2 separate regions of the Mus musculus genome follow, and region 2 is linked to region 1. Evidence: chromatin contacts called from public HiChIP or PLAC-seq data. All regions are on one chromosome and are shown on one strand. Each heading gives the region's core, a stretch centred on a gene start, on an enhancer-like site or on the middle of the called end of the contact. The rest is flanking DNA. Distances are from core to core; before and after follow the strand shown.

Region 1 (5,763 bases), core at 1,026-3,525:
CCCTACCTCCGCTCACTGTCCAATGTGGACTCTTGTTTTCTCTCCCAGACTCTTGTCACCATTCCCCTTCCCCGAAAGCCCTGGATAATAAATCTAACCTGGATGTTTGACATCTTCCCAAGGAAGAATTCAAGGTGTGGCATTTGGGTGCGGCAATCAGATCTTAGGAGAACAAGCTATCATTTGTGAGCTTTTGTAAATTCGACAACCTAGTGCCATGTGTTTTGCCTGCGTAATGTAATTATTTATATTGGCATATGACATTCCTGAGTACATACAGATGAATAAATGAATGGATAAAGAGATGGATAAATAGGTAGTAGTATAGGCAGATGGGTGGGTGGATAAGTGGATGCGTAGAGAGATGGATAACTGGATGGGTGGATAGATGAATGAATGAATGAATGAATGAATGGGCAGATGAATGAGTGGGTGGATGAATGAATGCATGCATGAATGGGTGGATGGATGAATGAATGAATGAATGGGTGGATGGATGAATGAACAGGTAGAGTATAGATTCAGGGACAGATGAATGGTTAACTGCGATGCACATAAAGAAATGGCATGTATGTGTGCACACGTGTACATTCATGCTGTGCATGGGCACATGTGGAAGGCAGAGGTTGACATCAGGATACCTTCTGATAAAATGAGAAGTGAGAGGAGAGAACGGAGCCCTGAGGACAGACAGACAGACTCACAGACGCACCACTGACTGATAGGTTGCTCCCTTCTACACAGTGTGGAATGGATTATCTGGTTCCAGCTCCACAGCCCCCACGGTCCCCACAGCCTCCACGGCCCCCACGGCCCCCACGCACTGGCTTTTTGCTGTTCTGCAAACAAGGAGACAGAGGCTCGAAAGGATTCTTCCACTCTTTTTAAATTTAAATTACATTTATGTTTTGCTTGTATAAGGTTGTGTGTATAGATGTGTGTGCATATGTTTGTGTGTGCACATGCATGCCTGCATGTGTGTGTGCATTTGTGCATGTGTGAGCATGTGTTTGTGCATGTGTTTATGCGTGTGTGCGTGCCTGTGTGTGTGTGTGTGTGTGTGTGTGTGTGTACATACACATAGGCCAGAGGTGAACATTGAGTGGCCTTCTACCACTCTGTCTTTTTCGTGTGCTGCTAGGATAAAAACTACTCTACCCTGCCAGGGATGGTAGTGGACACCTTTAATTCCAGGCCAGCCAGAGCTATGCAGTGAGATCCAGGCTCAAAAAAAAAAAAAAAAAAAAAGACAAAAAAAGAATAAATAAAACGCTGACTAAAAGCAACTTGGAGAGGAAAGGGATTTATTTGGCTTGCAGGGAACGGTCCATCATCATGAAAAAAGTCAAGATATTAACTCTAGGCAGACACTGAAGCACGGGCCATGGAGGAACTCTGCCCACTGGCTTGCTCTTTATAAATCACTCAGCTAGCTTTCTGCTGCAGCCTCGGACCACCTGCCTGGGGACAGCACCCTCACAATGGATTGGGTGCAATCCCCCACAGACATGCCTGGGGTTACAGTGGTGAGAGGGACTCCTCAGCTCCGTCTCCCTTCTCCCAGGGCTGTTCAGGTTTGTGTCAAGTTGACAAACACCATAGCATGCTTCACATTTAATATTTTGAGACAGGGTCTCTCACTGCACCCGGGGTTTGTGGATTCAGCTAGGCTGGCTGGCTATCAGGCTTCTAAGCGCGCCTGTGTCTGCCTCCCAATGCCGGAGTCTGTGGCACATGTTCCCCACCCTGGCTTTTTGACATGGGTGAAAGGAGCTGGACTCAGACCCTCACGCTTACACAGTACTGACTCCCCAGACCCTGAACTTATTTGTAACTGATTCCTAACTACATAAAAAAATTGAAACTGTGCATACTGTGCTGGGTGATTTTTATGTGTACGTGGTACTGTGTTCAATCACAAGCAAACACAGCTCACTCCTCAAATGGTTTATCATTTATAATAAAAATGTCCCAAACCCTTCCTTCCCTGTTGTCTTTTTAAGCAAACTGGGTCATCTGTAGCTACGGCTGTCCTGAGTGTGCCACCCTAGAACTCCGTACCTTCATCCAGCTTTGGATCAGAACAGAGCCCTTTGGTCCACCTTGCCCAACTGTGGTTGGCGCTTGAAGTCTGGTCTCCCTGATGTTCACCGCATCTCTCTGAGGGAAAATGGAGCATTACTTTATTTATAATCCCCATTTTTTTTTAATTAAGCATACAAAGACACCGACGATCTGTGGCAGAGCAGAGTCTAGAATGAGGTCTGTCTAGGACAGGAAATAGCCTGAAATCACAAGACTTTCTGCTTCCTCCACGCCAGACTCCAGCTCGGTCGGTCTATTGCTCGTAACTATGGCGCCATCTAGTGGCAACTCTTAGCACCACTCTCACCATGCCCTTGAGCGAAACCTAAGGGTCTTGCCCAAAAGGGAAGGCAGAGACTGTCAACAACAGTAACAAGTCCTACATGCTCAGACAAGGAAGACGGTTTGTTACTGAAACATGACCCGGAGCAAAGAGCAGCAACACAAGCATCATCTCCAGTCTCTTGGGCTTCAAGAGCCCCAGGGAGAAATCTTTTTGGAGTGAACAGCTTCATCAGAATCCGAGAGAACAGCAACAATGTATCTGGTCCCCAAAGTTGCCATCCCGCTAGACTTCACAAGCCATCTACGTTGCTGCTGCGATGGAACTGTATCTTCCCTAGAGAAACACTTCCAGTAGATATCGGTGGAACTTTCTGTTTATACAAACAGTTCTTTTGTTGTTTATTTGGTTTTGAAGCCCAGCGTTGTGGGAGCGGATCTTGAACTTGCTTATGTATCTGAGGCTGGCTTTGAACTCCTGAATCTCCTGCCTCTATCTCCCAAGCACTGGAATCACAGGTGTGTGTACCACTATGCCTAGTTACATAGCCCTTATTTTTTTAAAAAAAATCCTATAAAAAGCAAACCACAGGACATATTTAGGCTAAGAAGTCAGAGTTTGGGGACACCTGCTTGAGGGTGAGTTTAAAGAAGACGAGTTTCTATTCTTTCCAAAAGAACACACTGGGAGAGCTGATGAAGTGAGATAACTTCAGCATCTCTTTAGATATTTAGAAAACGACAATGGCTATCTTTTCATGGGAAGAGAACAGGTGCCCCCGGGGATCAGGGGGGCTTCACTGGTGTGAACTAGATAGCATGCATCCCTCCCATGCTCAGACCTTCTCTCACCGAGAGCACAGCTACAATGTAGCCAGCATCGTGGGGCCTTCCCAGAGATATCCCATCAAGCACCAGCAAGGGACGATGATGTACGAGAGAGCCAGCAGGCTGTCTGTGTGTGCCGCATGCCAGGTGTTGCAATAAACCAGTGGTTCTCAAGCTTCCTAAAGCTGTGACCCTTTAATGCAGTTCCTCATGTTGGGGTGACCCTCTTCCCCCAATCATAAAATTCTTTTCAGTGTTACTTTGTTATTGCAATGTGCCTCAGGTACAAATTAGTTCATGGATTCTGCTACTGTTAAGGAATTGTGATGTGCATATCTAACATGCAGGATATCTGATATGTGCCCCCTTTACACCCCCACCCCGTGAAATGGTCGCGTGACCCTTAAAAGGGGCCACACTCACAGGTTAGAAACCACTGGGTTAGAATTAGAGTGGAGGACATACTAAGTGCAAATGACTTCATGAGACAGAGACATCTTCAGCCCCCAAAGTCCCCAAGAATCTCGACATAGATATGATAAGGAAGAACGGGCTGTCAGAGATTTACAGTACTGGTTTTAAGGTGTTGGGGACCAGCAAGATGGATTAAGGGGCTTGCCGCCAAGACTGGTGGCCTGAGTTCAATCCTCAGAATCTATACATGGTAAAAGAGGAGAACTGACTTTCAAAAGCTGGTCTCTGGCCTCTGTGGATATATGCATACACACACACACAGCACACGCGCACTAAAATGTAATCTTAAAAGGTTATGTATTGAAGGGAACAGCTATGGAAAGAAAGTAAAAATTGCCCATAACGAATGGACAAATTCTGGAGGTAGAGTGGCCTACAAGATAGAGGGCTGAGATGAGGTATGTGGGGGGCAGGCAAGTTCTGACCGTTCATACAGCATTTGAGCCTGGGAGACATAGCTAGCGCACTCTACGCCATGTGAGAGATGGCCCTTCTCTTGCAAGAGCCTGAAAAGAACTCCACAGTGCTGCTTCAGTGTGGTAATCGTGGTAAAAGTCCAGATCTCGGTGGTGCTCCCATTCTCTGCACAGCCTCCAAGGGCAACACGCGTGTCAGGTGTGGAGACCACTAAAGAGGCCACGAGGACCCAATGTGCAGCATCCAGCTCGTGGCAGGATCTTGGTGCACATTAGAGATGGCAGCGGCGAGAGCGGGCCAGGGAATGGAGTGTGCACAGTCAGTCCACAGTGCCCCAATCTTGCATGGTGAGGACGGCTCGGCAGTCACTGTCTCCGAGTGCATGCCTTAGTGTCTGACTCTGGCTCACTGCACCCTAAGTCCCCCAACTCCTCTCATCACTGCCTCTGAAAACATAAAGACTAACTGTAAAGCCAAAGTCACAGGCTCCCAACCTGGTGACAAGAAAAGACACATCTGGCCTTTGCAACTTTTCTTTTTTTTTTTTTTTCTTTTTTTCTTTTTTTAGAATTTCATGCGTACCGGGTTTACATTCTTTCCACCCACCCCTACCCCCTCCAACACCTTCTGTGGCCCCACTCACTCTCAAATTCATGATCTCCTATAGATAGATAGATAGATAGATAGATAGATAGATAGATACATACATACATACATACATACATACATACATACATATATACATAATGCATACATACATGCATAGATACTTAGATATATAGATACATAGATAAATACACACATATATACATACATATAAGAGATAGATAGATAGATACATACATGCATACATATGAGAGATAGATACATAGATACATAGGAGAGATACATACATATATACATACATACATACATACATACATACATACATACATACATAGGAGAGATAACTACATAGATACATAGATGATAAATGGGAGATATACATAATACATACATACATGCATGCATGCATACATACATACATGCATGCATACATACATACATACATACATACATACATGGATAGACAGATATAGATATATCTCCTGTCAAGTCAAGTTGGCATTGCTCATAGGTTTGTGTCTAAGGACAGAATAACCTCTCCCCTAGCAGGGGTTCATCATCCCTTGAGAAGGCTGATTCTTCTTCTCTCAGCAGCCATTGATGTGCCTGTAGCCCTTCACCCAGGGGCGAGCCTTGTGAAATCCACCCCCAATCCATATTGTCTTCCTGATTGCACTGGTCTTGTGCAGGTGACCCCTGCACATTGTTGAGATTTTATGTGTATCACTTTTGTGATAAAAACAATATTAGGCTCACAGATGAAGGACCATCTTACCCAAGCTGACAGCATCCCAAATCCCTATTCCATGAACAAAGAAACTGAGACATGTGGAGTAAACTTTTTCAAGATCACAGGCTGAGGGGGAGAGGCAAGGTTGGGAATGGAGAACAAGTGTTCAGAAGGCTACCCCAGAGGAGGCCCTGTTGGGCTATAGGAAGAAGAGACTGAAAGTCTCTACCAGAGTTGGGTCTAGACAGAGGCAGCAATGGAAAAAGTGAATGGGGGCCTGGAGTTGATCAGATTCTCTTTCGATTCTCCCCGTAAGCCTGTGATCTTGGAAAGGTTTACTC
Region 2 (5,763 bases), core at 2,099-4,598, 1.2 Mb before region 1:
TGAGCCACAGGGTTCCTCCGGTGATAAGAAAAGGCTCCTTGGGCAGGGTCACAACAAGTCCTAAGTCTGCCCATTCTAGTCACACTACTTCCAAAAGGCTTTCAAAGCCAGAAACCACGGGGGTTGGGGGTGGGGGTGCATAAGCCAGTATCTATAAGGTAGAGAACCCTCTAATGCTAATGGATTCAAATAACATTAAACACTTAAAAGTGATCATTTAAAAGTCCGCCACAGGGGCTGGCGAGATGGCTCAGCGGTTAAGAGCACCGACTGCTCTTCTGAAGGTCCTGAGTTCAAATCCCAGCAACCACATGGTGGCTCACAACCATCCGTAATGAGATCTGATGCCCTCTTCTGGTGTGTCTGAGGACAGCTACAGTGTACTTACATATAACAATAAATAAATCTTAAAAAAAAAAAAAAGTCCGCCACAGCCGAATCTGGTGCCACACGGATGCATTCCCAGAAACTGGAAGGCAGAGGCAGGAAGATGAAGTTCAAAGCCGGCTTGGGCTATGAAGACAGACCCTTATTCCAAAGGGAGGATGGGAGGAAGTAGGTGTGGGGGTAGAGGGTTGAGGAAGGTTCATTTTCAAATTATTACCTACCAATGCTGGTTCTCAGCTGGCAACCAAGGAAAAGATGAACTGCAGTGTTACAGCTGCATGGAGCATCCTTCAGACTAGCACAGCTGCCCCTTCCTAACCCCCTGGCCTGGAATAACCTTCCTGCAACTGTAACCTTGAAAACTGAGCTAATACAGGCTCTGAAGAAGGCAATGACCTGGCTAATCTCCTCCTGGCTCTGCCCACATCATTGCTTCTAACTATTGAAGCTGAATATGGCCTTAGGTCATCTAGTCAGGGGTGCAGCGGAAGCCAATCAGCCTTGGAGAATGGTTATCAATTGGTGATGTCTGTCATGGACAAGGAGAGGGTGGCCCCGAAGATATGCCAATTCCAATACACACTGGTCCAATACGTGCCACATCAGGCTCCATGTGTTTCCTTAGTGATGTGGGATAGTCACTGTCTCGAGTGCATTGGGTCAGAAGGATTTACTTGGATCTGAGACACTGGACAGGGCGAGACAATATAGCCTAGCAACAGGGTCAAGGTGTTTGCCACCAAACCTGATCCCTGGAACCCACACGGTGGGAAGAGAGAACCCCCAGAGATGTCATTGAGCGCCACACACACCATGGTACATACATACACCACACACAGAGATAAGTTGAAATGTAATTTTAAAAAATTAAACACAGAGTACCATTTGTGCCAGCTTGACACCCTTGTCCAGGGGACCCTTTGTTGTGGCCCCAACCTTAGAGTCACATTATGCAATATGGAAGAGATACACACTCTCAGGGAGAGGGGAAAGGGAGGAGAGACAATGTGGTGCACCTCATGCGGCTTGAGCGTTCCTCTACCAGGCTACATCTCCAGCCCTGCGATGACCAATCTTGATGCTATCTGTCCTCATTTACATGGCTTGGTAATCCCCAGACAGGAATCTCTTCCCAGTAACTCCCCCCAAGCACAGCCCGGAGCACACAACCAGGTGACAAGCTGAAGCACGGATGACAATGTAGTTGAGTCAGAAGAAAAGACACCTGTCCCACCTTTCCACTTGAAAAATGAGAGTGACATATGAATGTCCAGCAATGCCCCTGGGCACCTAGCACACAGGGAAAGCAGACCTGGAGATCTGGGCCTCAAAATGACTGAACAGAAAGTCAGGGCTGGTGGCTCAGGCTTAGAGCCCCAGCAGCAGGGAAGCTGGGGTGACAGTGTGAGACTATGACTCAAGCAAGGAACCAGGACTTCTGGAGGGAGCTTTCCAACACTCTAAAAGCAAGTTCATCTAGCACTCTCTTACTTATACTCAAGCTCATTCAGGCTCCAGCAAACTGAGAACACAGGGGAAGAAGACCGAAAGTGACCCCTTAACTCCCAACCAATGGCTTACAACAGAAGGGTCACTAAGTCGAATGCCAAGCAAGGCGGTCAGGTACCATTCTTTGACTGGAGTTGGTGGTGTGGCTAAGAGCCGAGGACTGCCTGGGACACGTGCATCATCAGCAAGAAATTTTTAAAATCCATGGCCCAAAAAGACCGGGGGGATAACACAGCAAGAAAAAAGTGGAACAAATTTGGGGTCACATGTCCCACATAACACAGGCCACGGCCCAGTCTCTAGTGGGACAGCCTGTGTTGTCAAACTTTCAAATGTTTTCCTCCCACATAGTCAAGCAAACCTAGGTTACGGGAAATGGTACTGATTTTTACACGTAAACAAGTTATAAAAGCAAAATAGCTAAGTGAATTCGAAGCGCATAATAGTTAAGAACTATTGCCCCTTGCTGCCAGGGAGCTCAGAGATGACTGAAAAGCTTACTTCCTAAACGTACAAGGCTAGCAGGTGGGTGGGGTGGGTTTGGAAATTACCCACACCTCCTGGGTTTGTTTTCCCCCACCCCAACCCCATATCGAAATGTTCCTACACTGTAGGAATTCGCGAGCGAGTTAAACTCAAACATCCTTTTCTAATCTATATGTTTTGCTAAGCACACTCCCCCCCCCGCACGCGCGCGCGCGCGCCTCTTCCCACCCCCCAACCCAAACCCCCTCGCGCGGTACTTTTCTGCAACAACGCTAGGTAGATGAGCTACAATAAGACCATTCGCCACCTATATCTCGTAGCGGGGGGGGGCGGGGGTGGGGGGGGTAATCTTTGGTCAAGTCTGAAATGACTTCAAAAGAAAAAGTAAGAGGAGAAGAGAAAAGGAATGGAAGAGGAAAAAGGCGCGGCTTGGAACGCACGGGTCGGCTCAGGTAAACTCACTCCGGGAGGGCGTAAGGAAGCAACTCCGTAATTTACAGGTGTAAGGCCGGGTCAATCTGGGAAGCGGGGAGACAGTGAGATGGACACAAATGGAAGCTTACAGCGAGGTGCGCCGATGCGGCGGGCAAAGCCAGAACACGGAGTTAACAACGAAAAGGGAAGGGGTGGGGGATCGCTTTCCCCTCCACGTGCCCCTCGGTGGGTCCTGCCGCACGTTTATTGCGGGGGCTTTAGGGTCCCCGGGTTGGGGGTGGCAAGTCCCTTACCTGCGGAGCCCTGGCGGGCCAGCAGCGCCCCGAGGCACAGCAGGACGCGGAGTCCGGCCATGGCTCCAGAGATCTACTCCTGGGAAAGCGCGCAGCTCGGGGTGCACGGGGCTCCTAGGACTCCCCGGCCAGCGGCGAGGGGCTCCCCGGCTAGGATGCTCCCGCCGAACCCCGACGATCGCCTCTGGGGCACGCGCCCCGCCCCTGCGCCCAGCCCGCCCGACTGGCGGAAAACAACAGCCGCTGGCCCCCTCCCGCCTCTCCGGCAACTTCCTCCACCTTGACCGGGAGGAGGGCCTTGTGCGACGATCTCAGTCCCGCGGGGCCTGGGAGGTAGCGGCCGTGAGCGCTGGCCCGCCGCTGCGGGACGCACTCCCCGGCCTTGCACTGAGCGCGGGCTGCCGGGCACCCGGCTACGTCCCAGCCCTGCGGCTCTATCGCGCTTGTCATCTGGGTTCTCCGGTGCAGGGGCGGGCCACAGCGCCGCCATCGCTCAGAGCCCAGGGAAAGATGATCCCGCGACCGTCCGGCCAAAAGCAACCACGAGACTCGGGTTCTCGAATGAACTTGGGTCGAGACCACACGAGAAGAGCGAGTTTCGTTTTCAGGTGCTCCCACAGCAGACCCTCTTGGTCTCCCCAACCCCCATCCTGGCAGAGCCCCGGAGCGCCACATTTCCGGGCTCAGCTTTCTGGCATCCCGATTCTGTGTCCTGGTGGACACCGCCACAGCTGGGCCCTCGGGAGGATCTGCCCTTGAAAGGGCTCAGAGAGAAAACTTCGTGTTCAAAACAAGGATGTAGTCATCGCTGTGGAATCTTCACTGTGGGCTCTGGGAGGTGGGCGTCCCTCGGCTCAAGTTCTCCGAGTCTTTTTGTGAGTTTATAAAATATTGGGACGGCTAAGGATGACATTCAGGGGTATAGCGCCTGAGCCCAGCCCTGGATTCTATCTCCAGCACCGCCAAACCAAAGTAAAATATGGAGAAAAGGCTAAAATGGAAATTGGAAAAAAAAAAAAAAAAAAAAAAAGAAATCACAGAAAACCTCACTGTCCTAAGGTAAGGTTTCCTAGAGAGAACTGCCTTGATTCCATAAACACGAGGGAGTTTATTCGGATCGAGCCCTGCCTCCTTAGGGCCACGCACCTAGTTGTCACCTAGGCTATATTAAATAAATGAATGTGCATGGTAGTTTGACACAGCATTTGACTCAGTCTTCTACCTTTGAGGCAGTCCTCCTGCCTCAACTTTCCACATGCTGGGATCAGAGGTACAACCATGCCACTCTGGCTATCTTAAGTTAGTTGGTTTTGATGATACTTGAGCGCTCCAGACCAACTTTCTAGTCCTAAGTCAACAAGCTGATCGTAGAAAGCATCGTGGCTAAGACTCTGGAATGTTCTGGAACCTTGATGGTGCACAGAGAGGGAAATTTCATGGAGCAGGCCCAGGGCACTTGCTGAGTTAACCACAGAGTTCCTGCAACCCTTAGACCAGAGACACCATTCAGTCCCTTTTTACTCAGCTGGAGTTGCCAAGATGAGTTTGTTATAGGGAAAACCAGGACTAGATTCTGCTTAATCCAACCCCAGGTCCACATCTGTGACCATATTCCAATGTTGTCACATTTTCCAGGACCACTAAGGCCAAGGGGACATAGGTCTGTACGTTTGAGCATCACACAGAGGAAACCACCCGTTTGGAAACACCAATGCCCTGGGAAGTACCAGGAAGACTGGCTGAGCAAATGGGGCTTCCCATGGTAAGGCAGGTCATCAGTAAGAGACTACCACGGGAGGTTGCTGTAAGGATGGAGTACTTTGGCTTACTCCAAACTAAGCAAACCTTTTCATAGACACTGAGCATTGTCGTAGAAATCTCTCATTTGAGCCAGGCCCCTAAATCCCATAATCAAATATGGACTTGAACTGTGGGGGGCTGGAAAGATGACTTGGCTACTGAGAGTGCTCAGTGCTCTTGCAGAGACTGTAAGTTTGTTGCCAGCCCCCACAGGCAGCTCCCAACTGCCAGTCGCTCCAGCTCCAGGGGATCCAGCACACACTTCTGTTCTCCCAGGGCACCTTCATGTGCATGGGTGTAGGAACACACTCATGTACATAAGTAAAAACAGAATAAAGGGTTTTTTAAGTACGAGCTGTGGGGCAGATACATATCTGCCTAGGCTATTAAACATGGCTAATCTTGTCTGGTTTGTTTTTTCCACCAATCAGTGAATTAAAAGGCAGAGGGGAAAAAAAAATCACACAGAAGGCAGAAAAAGAGAAAAGTAGCCCAGACAAAACAGAGCAAGGCACAGAGAGAGTCTTCACAGAGCAGAGATGGCGGTGATGGTGGTGGGGTTCCGTGACTCTGATGTCAATTTTTTTTAAGATTTATTTATTATATGTAAGTACACTGTAGCTATCTTCAGACACACCAGGAGAGGGCATCAGATCTCATTAAAGATGGTTGTGAGCCACCATGTGGTTGCTGGGATTTGAACTCAGGACCTCCGGAAAAGCTGTTCTCTGAACCGCTGAGCCCTCTCTCCAGCCCTGGCTCTGAAGTCTTAACTTCTTGGGAAGGGCAAACCTAATTTTGGAATGATTAGCTTAGACAAAGAAAGGGGAGCAAATAGGTCCACAGCTTCAGG

The links. HiChIP or PLAC-seq counts read pairs in DNA pulled down with a chosen protein or histone mark.
Region 2: a contact with region 1 is called in an H3K4me3 HiChIP or PLAC-seq map of forebrain, with 8 times the contacts expected there. The contact joins the promoter of Vsig10 here to the promoter of C330018A13Rik in region 1. A contact is called at or near these places in 3 of 39 promoter capture datasets (the 3T3-L1 cell line, hippocampal neurons and pre-B cells), 1 of 15 datasets of contacts at CTCF or cohesin (pro-B cells), 1 of 484 Hi-C or Micro-C datasets (cerebellum) and 1 of 115 datasets of contacts at active chromatin or transcription factors (forebrain).

Annotation. Positions count from the first base shown.
Region 1 is chr5:116,120,126-116,125,888 of GRCm38.p6, reverse strand. It overlaps C330018A13Rik (RIKEN cDNA C330018A13 gene), which reads right to left and starts at 2,275. Exons shown (of 2, transcript NR_153384.1): 1 at 2,062-2,275. Ccdc60 (coiled-coil domain containing 60) reads left to right here. Exons shown (of 14, transcript NM_177759.3): 14 at 1-308.
Region 2 is chr5:117,316,851-117,322,613 of GRCm38.p6, reverse strand. Vsig10 (V-set and immunoglobulin domain containing 10) reads right to left here and starts at 3,348. Exons shown (of 10, transcript NM_001033311.3): 1 at 3,111-3,348. The coding sequence starts at 3,171.